Regions from separate parts of the Mus musculus genome. Here region 2 is linked to region 1. The links are chromatin contacts, called in public promoter capture Hi-C maps. All regions are on one chromosome and are shown on one strand. Each heading gives the region's core, a stretch centred on a gene start, on an enhancer-like site or on the middle of the called end of the contact. The rest is flanking DNA. Distances are from core to core; before and after follow the strand shown.

Region 1 (5,345 bases), core at 823-3,322:
TCATATTCTGCCTAACATAGGGTTTCACAGACCACACACTCTTCTGGCAGAGAGAAACAAACATTTAAAAAGTATCTCGAGAACAAGGCTAATACAGAATTGGCACCACTGATACTTCCTGTGTATAAGACAAAAAGCAAACTTTGTTTGTTTGTTTGTTTGTTTGTTTGTTTTTCTGAAACAGGTTCTAATAAACCCAATGTAGCCAACATGGCTTTTGAGCTTCTGATCTTACTGACATAGTCTTCCACGTGTTGAGATTATAGACATGAACTACTGTACCTACTTGACTGAAGAGTGACTTCACATCCTCCATGGCCAGTCTAAAGGACTCTTTCCCACCACCAGAGAAATCTTATTATAAGCCTCCATCTGTACTCATTCTTTGAACGGACTACCTCATTACAAAACAAAGAAGCAGACAGTGGCTTCCTGGTTGTGAGGTTGTCCAGGTGCTATTCATCTGCTTATAACACAAGGGCCCCAGAGGATAGGTATTGTGTTCATTCTTTCTCTAAGTGAACACAGTGTCTATGAAGTGGTTATTCAAGGACTGAAACAGAAACAAAATGAGTTCTCTACTGCCTCCGCTGTCTAAGCACGTCTTTGACATGAACAGTTCTCATTACGTGGGCATTTAAGTATTCCATAAGTCCTCACACACTCAATCGCCTACAAACTATGCAACTAAAGCAAACAAACTGTCTCAAGCATTCATATACTGGGAGAAATTGGTTTTTCTCCTTATGGCACTCCATGTCTTTAAAGATACATCTGCTGCCTTTCTACTTCAAGAAGTGATTTGTGAATGTCCACCTTATACAGAGTCTTTCAACTCATAAGGGTATTATAATGATTAATACTTAGGGATCAAATAGCACTTGCTGCCATTCTTTTGATATAATTTATCCAATGGGAAAGTCTGATGTTTCTATTATTTCATTCACAAAATTTTGTTGTCTATCTTTAAAATCTACTTCTTCCCTGAATACCCTGGCATATCACACAAATGTTGAATTGTCAGGAGAAGAAGTAATGAGTAGAAATCTTTTGGAGTGGTTAGGGCAGAGAGAGGGACATGATGAAGCTTGAATACTTGCCTTTGCTGTTAAGGCCAGTCATCGATTCTTTCTATGTGTCAGTGTTGAGAGGACAGAGACACACAACTTGATGCTGCTGCCCTCATTAGCCTGAGAAGTTTCCCTAGGCTCAGGCCAAACTGGTATTCATGGATTCAATGATGTAAAGGATTTCAAGACTGGTCAGTTTAGTGAAACAGAGATGGTGATTTTGAAATACTGATGTTTTAATATAGACTTGAGTATTATGGTTTAAAGAAGGAGGGGTAAGAAAACAGCAAGGCAAACATTCAGTTGGAGGCTATATGCTTTCCTATGACACAAAGTAGAACAAAGTGAAATGTACCAAGCATAGACACGGGCTTCTCCAAGAGACAGTAAGCAATTAACAATCTTAGTGCTGGCCATGTATTTCAGCTTAATGGCTCTCGTGATACATCTCAAATGGTTGCTATGAACCATTTATCCCTTCTGTCTTGATAAGAGTGATAGGAGGTGGTTTCAAAGATGCTTTAGATGAAATTGTAGTCCAATAAAATAAAACCAGATGCCACTAGGATTTTCCAATGGAAATTTCCCAATGGGTAGTACATTCTCTCTCTCTCTCTCTCTCTCTCTCTCTCTCTCTCTCTCTCTCTCTCTCTCTCTCTCTTCCCCTCCCTCCCTCTATCTCTCTAGGGGTTTCTGGTGTGATTCCTAGAAAAGTGTTGCACTGGAATCCATTTTTACGTCATTAGCAAGGACTCCAACTGGATTACAGGATGAGGGGCTTCTTTCTCCTTTTCCGGTTCCTAAGATTTTTTTTCTGCTCTTCTATCCTGCCTCACTTTCTGCAACTGTTCTGATAAAGGGGGTACCCTGGTTGCTGATGGCAACCTGCATTTGTGACACAAGAACTGCACAAAGCTTATTTTCTCTAGGGAGAAAGACTGCACACGGTCTATTTTTCCTTTGATGGTCCCATGGGCACAGCACCAGATTGCCATGCATATTGAGTCTTTTCTCATCCCATCGAGACATCACAGCTGCCCCCTCAGAGCGTAGGTGGAGGGACAAATGGATGCTCACAGTACTGCTCTTGGCTCAACTCCCATGCTGCTCCGAGCCTTTTCTATTTGTTCATTCTAGGCTTGAGAAATGAAAATGACCTCAGAGGACCTTCCAGAGGTCTGAGAGAAAAGTCTTGACAAACAGGTGGGTTAGAAACCAACTCAGTAATCTCACTGCAGTTTGGAAACTCCTTGTCTGGAACCAGGGCTGTGGAACAAAGGCTAGAAAAAGAACGTTGGGGTTGACCTTGAGATGGAAGGAGATGGATGCATTTGAATGCAATTATTAAACCTCAGTGGTCTTAATGAAGGGGTTGCATTGTCTGGAATTGCTTCTATAGATGGTGTGCTAACTCATAAGTCCTGAGATGGGGTGGATGAGTTCTGGGCTCACACCGCAATCTGTGCCACATACAGACTGTACACTGTGACTTCTCATTCACTGCATTTGAAGGTCAAAATCAGAAACATAGAAAGGGGACATGGTGACAAGCAGGAAATGACTGAGATGATTAGAGATCAAATCTTTAGAAGTTGCATGTGGGTAGTTTTATCTCCATCAGAAAAGGACCTTTGACAGTCTATGGAATTCTTCCATTCATTCTCCTCCTATGAAACTCTACAAATGTATTTGTCCAGAAAAGTATCCACTCAGTCAAGCACTGTTCCCTTGGCTCACACTGGCCTTTAATCTGTATCTAGACATATAAATTAAGTTTATTAGTATCTATTGGGGTTTTGGAGTTGTTAAACACAAATGAAGTAAGCATATGAATTTTTGATGGAGTTTTAGAAACCTTTTCCATCCTTCTTCACTATTTTGTATGCGCACAGACACACATGTCTATCTACGGCATCCATAGTTCACATGGTTGGCTTGTGTGTGAAATCCCTGGAGAGAACATTCTTGTGACTGAGCCTCTAAACCCTCATGAGAGAATTAAACAAATGTACACTGACATGTTCAGGGTTTCTCTGTGTAGCCTTGGCTGTCCTGGAACTCACTCTGTAGACCAGGCTGACCTCCAACTCAGAAATCCGCCTGCCTCTGCCTCCCAAGTGCTGGGATTAAAGGCGTGCGCCACCATGCCCGGCACAAAACATAATTTTTAAGAAGAGAAAGCACTAAGATTACTAAGAAATTTAGAGGCAAATGTAGCAGAAGATATTAAAGTTGCCAATTTCTCAGTTTTCTACAACTGAGTCAATTCAAAAGAAGTGTGACTAAGTCACATTTATTCCATCTGTTATGTCGCATGTCCGTTACATCACATATCCATTACGTTGCATGACTACTTACTACATCACATGGCTGGATTTGGTATGTCATTTTTATAGGATACATTGGCTTGTGAGGATTTAGGGATGCCTTTATGTCTAAGTATCCATTTTTCCTAGATTTCCTATGCCTTAATTTTGTCAGAAATGAATGCATGCACATAACTTATTTCATCTTAATCTTAAAAGCAGTTGAGTTTAATTTTTCTATGAAAGCACATACTGAATTATCTTCTCAAGTCTATGAAGCATGTGGGTGAGTCCAGGAGACCTTGCTCTTAGCTTTCATACTCTCTCTCCTTGTGGCAGCCTCTTCCCAAGTATGTACATCTGAAGCAGAGCCTCTCATCCTGCTAACTGCTTATCATCCTCTTTTTCTCTTTAAGGTTCTTCTATTCCAAATCATGAAAGGCTACTGTAAAGGAAGAAGATGTCTTCTTTGTAGTGTTCAAAAAAACCTATCTTTAGAAAATTATGACAAATATGAGGTATTCTAGCAAATGTTTACTGTTTGCGCAAAGCTATCTTCCCTTTTGCCCATTCCCCCTCAATTTTCTAGCACATACTTCAAACACCATCCAAGAGTATATGCCCAGAGTTAGCTAAGGTCTACAAGCTTAGCTACAAAAAAACAAAAAAAAACAAAAAAACAAAAAAAAAACCTATCAGAACTTTCTTTTTACTTTTCTTTTCTTTTTAATTTATTCATTTTACATCTCAGTAACTGTCCCCCCTACCAGACACCTCCTCCAACAACCTCTCTATCTATCTCCCCTCCCCTTCTTCTCCAACCTGTTGCGGCTCCTTCTGGGTGTCCCCCCATCCTGGCACTTCAAGTCTCTGTGGGGCTGGGCATATCCTCTCCCACTGAGGCCAGATAAGACAGCTCAGCTAGAACATAGCCCACAGATAGGCAACAACTTTTGGGATGGCCCCTGCTCCAGTTCTTTGAGACCCACAGAAAGCTACACATCTGCTATGTTTGCATGTGGTGGGGTGTCCAGCCTGCGGATGCTCTTTGGTTGGTAGGATTTTCTTAGTGAAAACCTTCACAATCAAGTAATAGAGTCACAAAATTAAACACTGGTGGATTTAAATATATGAGGTGACCTTAAGGATTTGGATTTTCATTTTGCCAGGGAGGGACTTGTTCTATTTTATTCAGACTATGATAGAGAATCAGGGTAAAGAAAACAGAATGGTTAATCTGGTATGAGAGCACAGATGAAATGCTTACTGTCAAGATTTTGTTCATTGTTTGCTTATACTACATGGGGGCTCCTAGTCCTGGAATAATCTACAAATAACCCACTAAAGAATTCCAAAAGTAAAAATATACCTCTCTCCATAAGAGCTGGATAGCCTTTTTACCCCCATAAAGCTACAATAGCCTCACACATTTTTCCAACACATACTTTCTCTTGTTCAGCATTACCACTGTGTCTCAAGTCCATGAACAAGATGGTCTAAAGGTCTTCATTTAATCCTTTTTTTCAAACACAGCAAGTGTTGCCTTTGAAAATGAAATCAAGGAGCTGATAATTATTCTTTTTTTTAATTGGATATTTTCTTTATTTACATTTCAAATGTTATCCCCTTTCCCAGTCCCCCCTCCGAAGAACACCCTCCCCCATCCCCTCCCTCTTCCCCCTGCTCACCAACCCACCCACTCCTGCTTTCTGGCCCTGGCATTCTTCTACACTGGGGCATACAGCCTCAAAGGACAAAGGGCCTCTCCTCCCATTGATGTCCAACTAGGCCATCCTCTGCTGCATATGCAGCTGGAGCCATGAGTTCCACCATGCTTGCTCTTTGGTTGCTGGTTTAGTCCCTGGGAGCTCTGCAGGGTAATGTCTAGTTCATATTGTTGTTCCTCCCATGGGGTTTCAAATTGTTCTTTATATAAGCATGTGCTTTGTTAGTTCATTTAGTCCACAAA
Region 2 (5,345 bases), core at 1,825-4,324, 150 kb after region 1:
GAATGAAAACTGAGAAATCTTGGGAGAAGCGATCGTGTACATAGCAGGATGACCAAGAGAAACTGATGTCAGGGGAACATTGCAGATAATGGGGTGAGATGCTGCTAGAACCTATGTAAAATGTGGACTGAAGACTGACAAACAGAATAGGGGTTGTGGTCAGGCTGGCTTATGTCCAATCCAGCAGTAAGAATGAGTAATGAATACATGGAGACAGGAACTCAGGGCAGCTCTCAGGATTCAGTTGTCAGAGGGAGAACAGAGAGTAAAGAGAAAGGAGTGGTATGGGAATGTCTTGAACTGTGTTTAATTCTCTGATGACAGCACTTCAGAATCTGCCCCATTCATAGACTATTGATGAGATTCTCATGTGGAATTATACTATCTGGGCATTATCCAAGGAGATGAGGTGTTTATAATTAATGAGATCTTCTCATAGAACTCTGGGACCTTTATCTTTTGTACAATTATCCATTAACCCAAATACAGTTTTGACCACAGAGAAGCCCTTTCCACTTAGGGTCTCAAAAGACAGAACAGGGTGGCAAAAACTTAGGATATTGTCTATCTGTTGCTGATGAGGCAGAAGAATTTTTCCCTTAATATACTTATGACATAGTTATTGGCAGATCCTTAGACCTCATTTTTATTAAATAATTGTTACACTCACATCACTTACCAACTATTTTGTGACATATTAAGAATACAAAGGTAAATAGGACACAACTTCTGACTCTCAGATGCTCACTGGAAACCAGGATAAAAATATATGTGTATAGAAATAGTAGTGAGCACATGGGAAACACTGTGGAGATATGTATTATAAGATGCCTCAGAGAAGAGTAATTGAAGCACCAACATGAACCAAAAAAAATGTGTTTCTGAGTGCATGAACCTATGTGTGTGTGTTGGGGACAGGGTGATAATACACACTACACCACACACACACACACACACACACACACACACACACATATACACGCATTCATGTGACTCAATAGCTAATGGAGACAGAAACATGAATTGATTCTTAAATTTTATGTAACACAGTACTTTTGAGAAATTATGATGTGATTGGTAAGGTAGCAAACATCTCACATGCAAATGAATTTTTTCCACCCACTTCAGAGATAAGAAAATTGAGGGGGCAATAAGAGTTGAAGGAACCTGTTCAGTAGTTACAAACTAGTGAATATTGTAGCTTGGATCTGAATCTGATTTCCCTCTATCCTCTGGATTCCATATTGTAGAATAGCACATTCTATGGCATTGACTAGAGATTAGATAAGCTTTTGTGGTTGGAGTTATTTGGACAGAAAGTATTTGTGCTTGGTCTGAGCATCGGTCCATCTTCTATCTTACTTGCCTGGTTTTTGAATCCCACTCTAGCTGCACAATGCTACATCATAGGATTAAAAGGAAAGAGACATGAACACTTTTCTAAGCTGAGTGTGGTGGCTCTTCACCATAGTTACAGCACTGGAGAGAACAAAGGAAGAGAGTTGTCATTTGTGGATAGCCTAGGCTACATAGCAAATTTCAGACTAGCTTAGGCTATAGTATGAGACCTCTCAGGGAAGAAAAGCCATGGCTACTTTCTAATGTCAATTTTAGGATGCCATTTGAAAGGAAGCATCTTAAAACCCTCTATGATTCTGGTCCCAAGGTCACTAAAATAGAACAGAAATGTGATGTGTTGTTGGATTTTTGTCCTTTGGAAAGTTACTATGGATGAGCTGGAGGGTCAATTCCCATTAAAGTAAAGAAGTCCATCTTGAGAGAATGACCCAAAGGAAGCCATCCTGTTCTTTCTTGATGATGGCAATCAAGCTCCTTCAAGACCTTCCAGCAGAGTTGGTACTTAGAGTGCCAGAGAGTGTGTCACCATTAAACCCAAATAGAAAATAAGTATATCACAGATTCTCACCTTGATGGGGCTAACAGGCATGAGAACCAATCTTGGCTAGCTTCCCAGAACACACTGAATCTGGACAGACAAAAAGTCTGTCCCACAAACTAGGCATCTCAACAACACTCTTGGGATCAAGGCAGGAAAGAGGCTAGCCTACTTCTCACCCAATGATGAATTCACCTCACCTCTGAGATGCTCTAAAATGACATTGTGCAGACTTCACAGGGAAGAATAGCAACAAGACAGCTGCCTATTGCATCCAATAGAAAAGAAAGCAGAATGTGGTAGCATGGCAGGGAATTTTTTTCAGCATTCTGGTGTGATGATTCAAAGGAGGGTAACTTTCATTGAAATGAGTGCCCCCTGAAAGGGTAGTAACCCAAATGGAGAACGCCATGGAACCATAAAGTTTAGTTTGTAGCCCCCCCCTCCCCATGTCTCCAAGCTTTTAGCCTTCTTGTAACTACAAAAGTGAACCTTAAAAGAATCTGGAAGAAGAAATAGAAGGAGCATATGAAGAGAGGGCAGAGAAGCAAGAATTTAGGATGAATTGCTAAAACCAGAAGAAGAAGTTAAATTGAGGGAAATCAAAGCCTCAAATTAAGGCTAAAAACTATGGTAACATAGGAAAACAAAACAAAATTTAACCAACAACGACAAAATTCAATATAAATGATACCTAAGCCATGGGAAGAGGAGAAAAACCAAAGGAAAGAGAAACTAAAACCAATGAGATTTATGAGAAAAACATGAAAGTGGGGGATAAAAGATTAAAGATAAAACCAGCATAAATAAAGAAACCATAAAGGGGCCAGAGCCAGTGAGATAAAAAGCTGGAAGCATGAAAGTTAGAGGGATGAGAGATAAAAGCTAAAACAAGAAAATCCAAGTTAAAAGCAGTACTTAGACACAGAGAAAAAAATTCTTTCAAAGTCTGTTTAAAATTTATTTTCTTCTTAAAGTGGAATAGGAAAAAAAAATGAGCCAGAGAGTAAAGACAAGGAAAGATGAGGATCTTAAAGAATAAGTCGGAATGAGCTAAAATAGAAACATGGAGGGAAAAAAAAAAAAAAAAAACGCAAGTGATCAACGCACTCCATGGCAACAGGAAATTCTAAAATAATATCCAGACGCTGGTGTGTGGCCCAGAATGTGTTCTCAATATGCCAAGTAAACCAAAGCAGTGGAACAAAGAGGGCATGAGAAGGGAGTCCGGGAAGCGACTGGGGGCACAGGGATTCTGCCTCTCCTGTCCCCATCAGGAGGTCCCTCTGACCCAGAACAGAAAAAACAAAGCAACCTTTCAAAAGGACTAGGTTTGGGCTGTTGGTTGTTGGGTTTGAGAGGTTGGATTTCTCTTCTTTTTGTTTGTTGTTTGTTTTTTTTTCTCTGTTTCATCTTCAGCTCAGCTCAGCCTACAAAACAAGGCCAGCAGAATGCTGAAGCCATGGCTCTACTTGGGGAGGAGAAGGGGGTCTTTTTCCTTTTTAAGGTTGGTGATCCTTTTTATATCCCCCTACCCTTTCCTCTACCATTCATTAGCTTATGAGCCTGTGACCACTGAGCTAAATTAGCCAAACTTTAACTTTTCCTGAATAATTATAAATGTAAAGAAATGACCATGGGGATATTTTCTTAGGGTTGTAGGACTACCCTGAGCATGAAGGATTACACCACAGAGGAGACTCGTGTTAGAAGTCCTCCTGAACACTGCCCTGATTTTCCTGTCTCCCTCTGCTGTATGCTGGGGAGGATACCTCGCATGAGATATGCTTGCCATCTGTACTTTGGCTGCTTTCTGTTATTAAACGCGTTCTCACGACCGGCCAGGAAGAACACCACAGACCAGAATCTTCTGCGGCAAAGCTTTATTTCTTACATCTTCAGGAGCCAGAGTGCAAGAAGCAAGAGAGCAAGAAGCAAGAGAGCAAGAAGCAAGAGCGAGAGAAAACGAAACCCCGTCCCTCTTAAGGAGCATTCTCCTTCGCCTCGGACGTGTCACTCCCTGATTGGCTGCAGCCCATCGGCCGAGTTGACGTCACGGGGAAGGCAGAGCACAAGTAGTCATAAGATACCCTTGGCACATGCGCAGATTATTTGTTTACCACTTAGAACACAGGATGTCAGCGCCATCTTGTAACGGCGAATGTGGGGGCGGCTCCCAACATCTCCCCCTATCCTTTTAATAAGAGCAAATAGGCCACCCATATTAATGAGAGTGGAGATAGAGGTCAAATCCCCAGTGTGTAGGTAAAGGAGCCATGTACAGGATTAGCTCTTAGGCTTACAGGCTTTTACCCAGAGCAACCCTGACCTGCTCCCGTGTCGTTTTGCCTGGGGGAAGGGAACTAGGACACTGAACCTTCTTGAAAGATGACATGTCTCCCTAGAATAGGCTCATATATGCCGCAGAGCCTTTCCATTGCAGTGCTTAGCCGTGCAACTCTCTCGGGCTGCTGAAGCACACTCACTCTATCCCGTGCAATGAGTCTAGCCTCATGGGATATAAGAGCTGAGTGGCCAGCGACCTATTGCCTAAGCATAGATAACCATATATCAGGGGGAGCTCCATGTTCTAGTCCTGCAAGCGCCTGGGCAATAACCACCTTGTCTCTCCTAGTTTAGGCCTTAAGCTTACAGACCAATCAAAGAAGCAACACTAATCCACAGCAAAGTGTATCTCCAAATAATATTAATCCCACCCATTTTTTAAAGAAAGAAAATGCTGAGGAGATCCAATTGGGTAATCCTTTGGTCAGGGACAGGTCCAAGCGCGTGGAGTTGACCTGAAGTCTCAATTCCCGAAGGATCTGTTCAAATTCAGCCATCCAATTCTGTAACATATACTGAAAAAGACTTTTTGACAAATTAGCTGCCCTAGTAAATTTAACATACTGAATGGAAATAACACACAATCCCGGAAACTTTTGTTTACATCCCTGCTGAGTTATTTGTCATAATACATCTAGTTGTATCTGGACAAGATCTATGAGTTGATTAACCAGCATGAGACCTCTCTGTATCTTGACATTAGCTGAGGCCTGTTCATCTATGACTGTAGTCACTGAGGCTGACAAAGTGTTAATGGTGTCAGTCGTCTGGACCTGTCCAGACAGAGCCAAGGCTGTCTGAATTAAGGCCAAACCCAGTTCCTAGTTAGTGGTAAAAAAGCAGGAGAATACTTGAGCATTATACATCACCGTCATTGGGAGTGGAAATGTCGACATTATCCCCCAACGCTGCTCTCTCTTTATTATTGACGCCCTGGACATCACCAAGACGAGGGACATTAGTATTCCCTTGGTCAGTCTGGATTTTTCGGGTGAGTCTTTCTGGTACCCAAAATGGGTTGTCTTCATTCTGTGGGAAAACACAGATAGCTCCCCTGGATCTTATCAAGATAGGATCCGGGCCATACCATTTATTATCAAGG

Evidence for each region. Promoter capture Hi-C pulls out the DNA fragments that hold promoters and counts their contacts.
Region 2: a promoter capture Hi-C map of hippocampal neurons shows a contact between it and region 1, with 2.5 times the contacts expected there. The contact joins two enhancer-like sites. A contact is called at or near these places in 1 of 39 promoter capture datasets (hippocampal neurons) and 4 of 484 Hi-C or Micro-C datasets (cerebral cortex, forebrain and ventral hippocampal neurons).

What each region holds. Positions count from the first base shown.
Region 1 is chr5:71,915,294-71,920,638 of GRCm38.p6, forward strand. The region is part of intron 4 of Gabrb1 (gamma-aminobutyric acid (GABA) A receptor, subunit beta 1); the gene reads left to right. Among named protein-coding and RNA genes, the nearest start is that of Gm38562, 220 kb to the left of the region's middle. Within about 2 kb of position 2,073, at least 13 of the 459 cell types and tissues checked have an H3K27ac peak or open chromatin away from gene starts, as enhancers often do. A contact at or near this core is called in hippocampal neurons, where this site is marked.
Region 2 is chr5:72,065,962-72,071,306 of GRCm38.p6, forward strand. The region is part of intron 5 of Gabrb1 (gamma-aminobutyric acid (GABA) A receptor, subunit beta 1); the gene reads left to right. Among named protein-coding and RNA genes, the nearest start is that of Commd8, 100 kb to the right of the region's middle. Within about 2 kb of position 3,075, at least 24 of the 459 cell types and tissues checked have an H3K27ac peak or open chromatin away from gene starts, as enhancers often do. A contact at or near this core is called in hippocampal neurons, where this site is marked.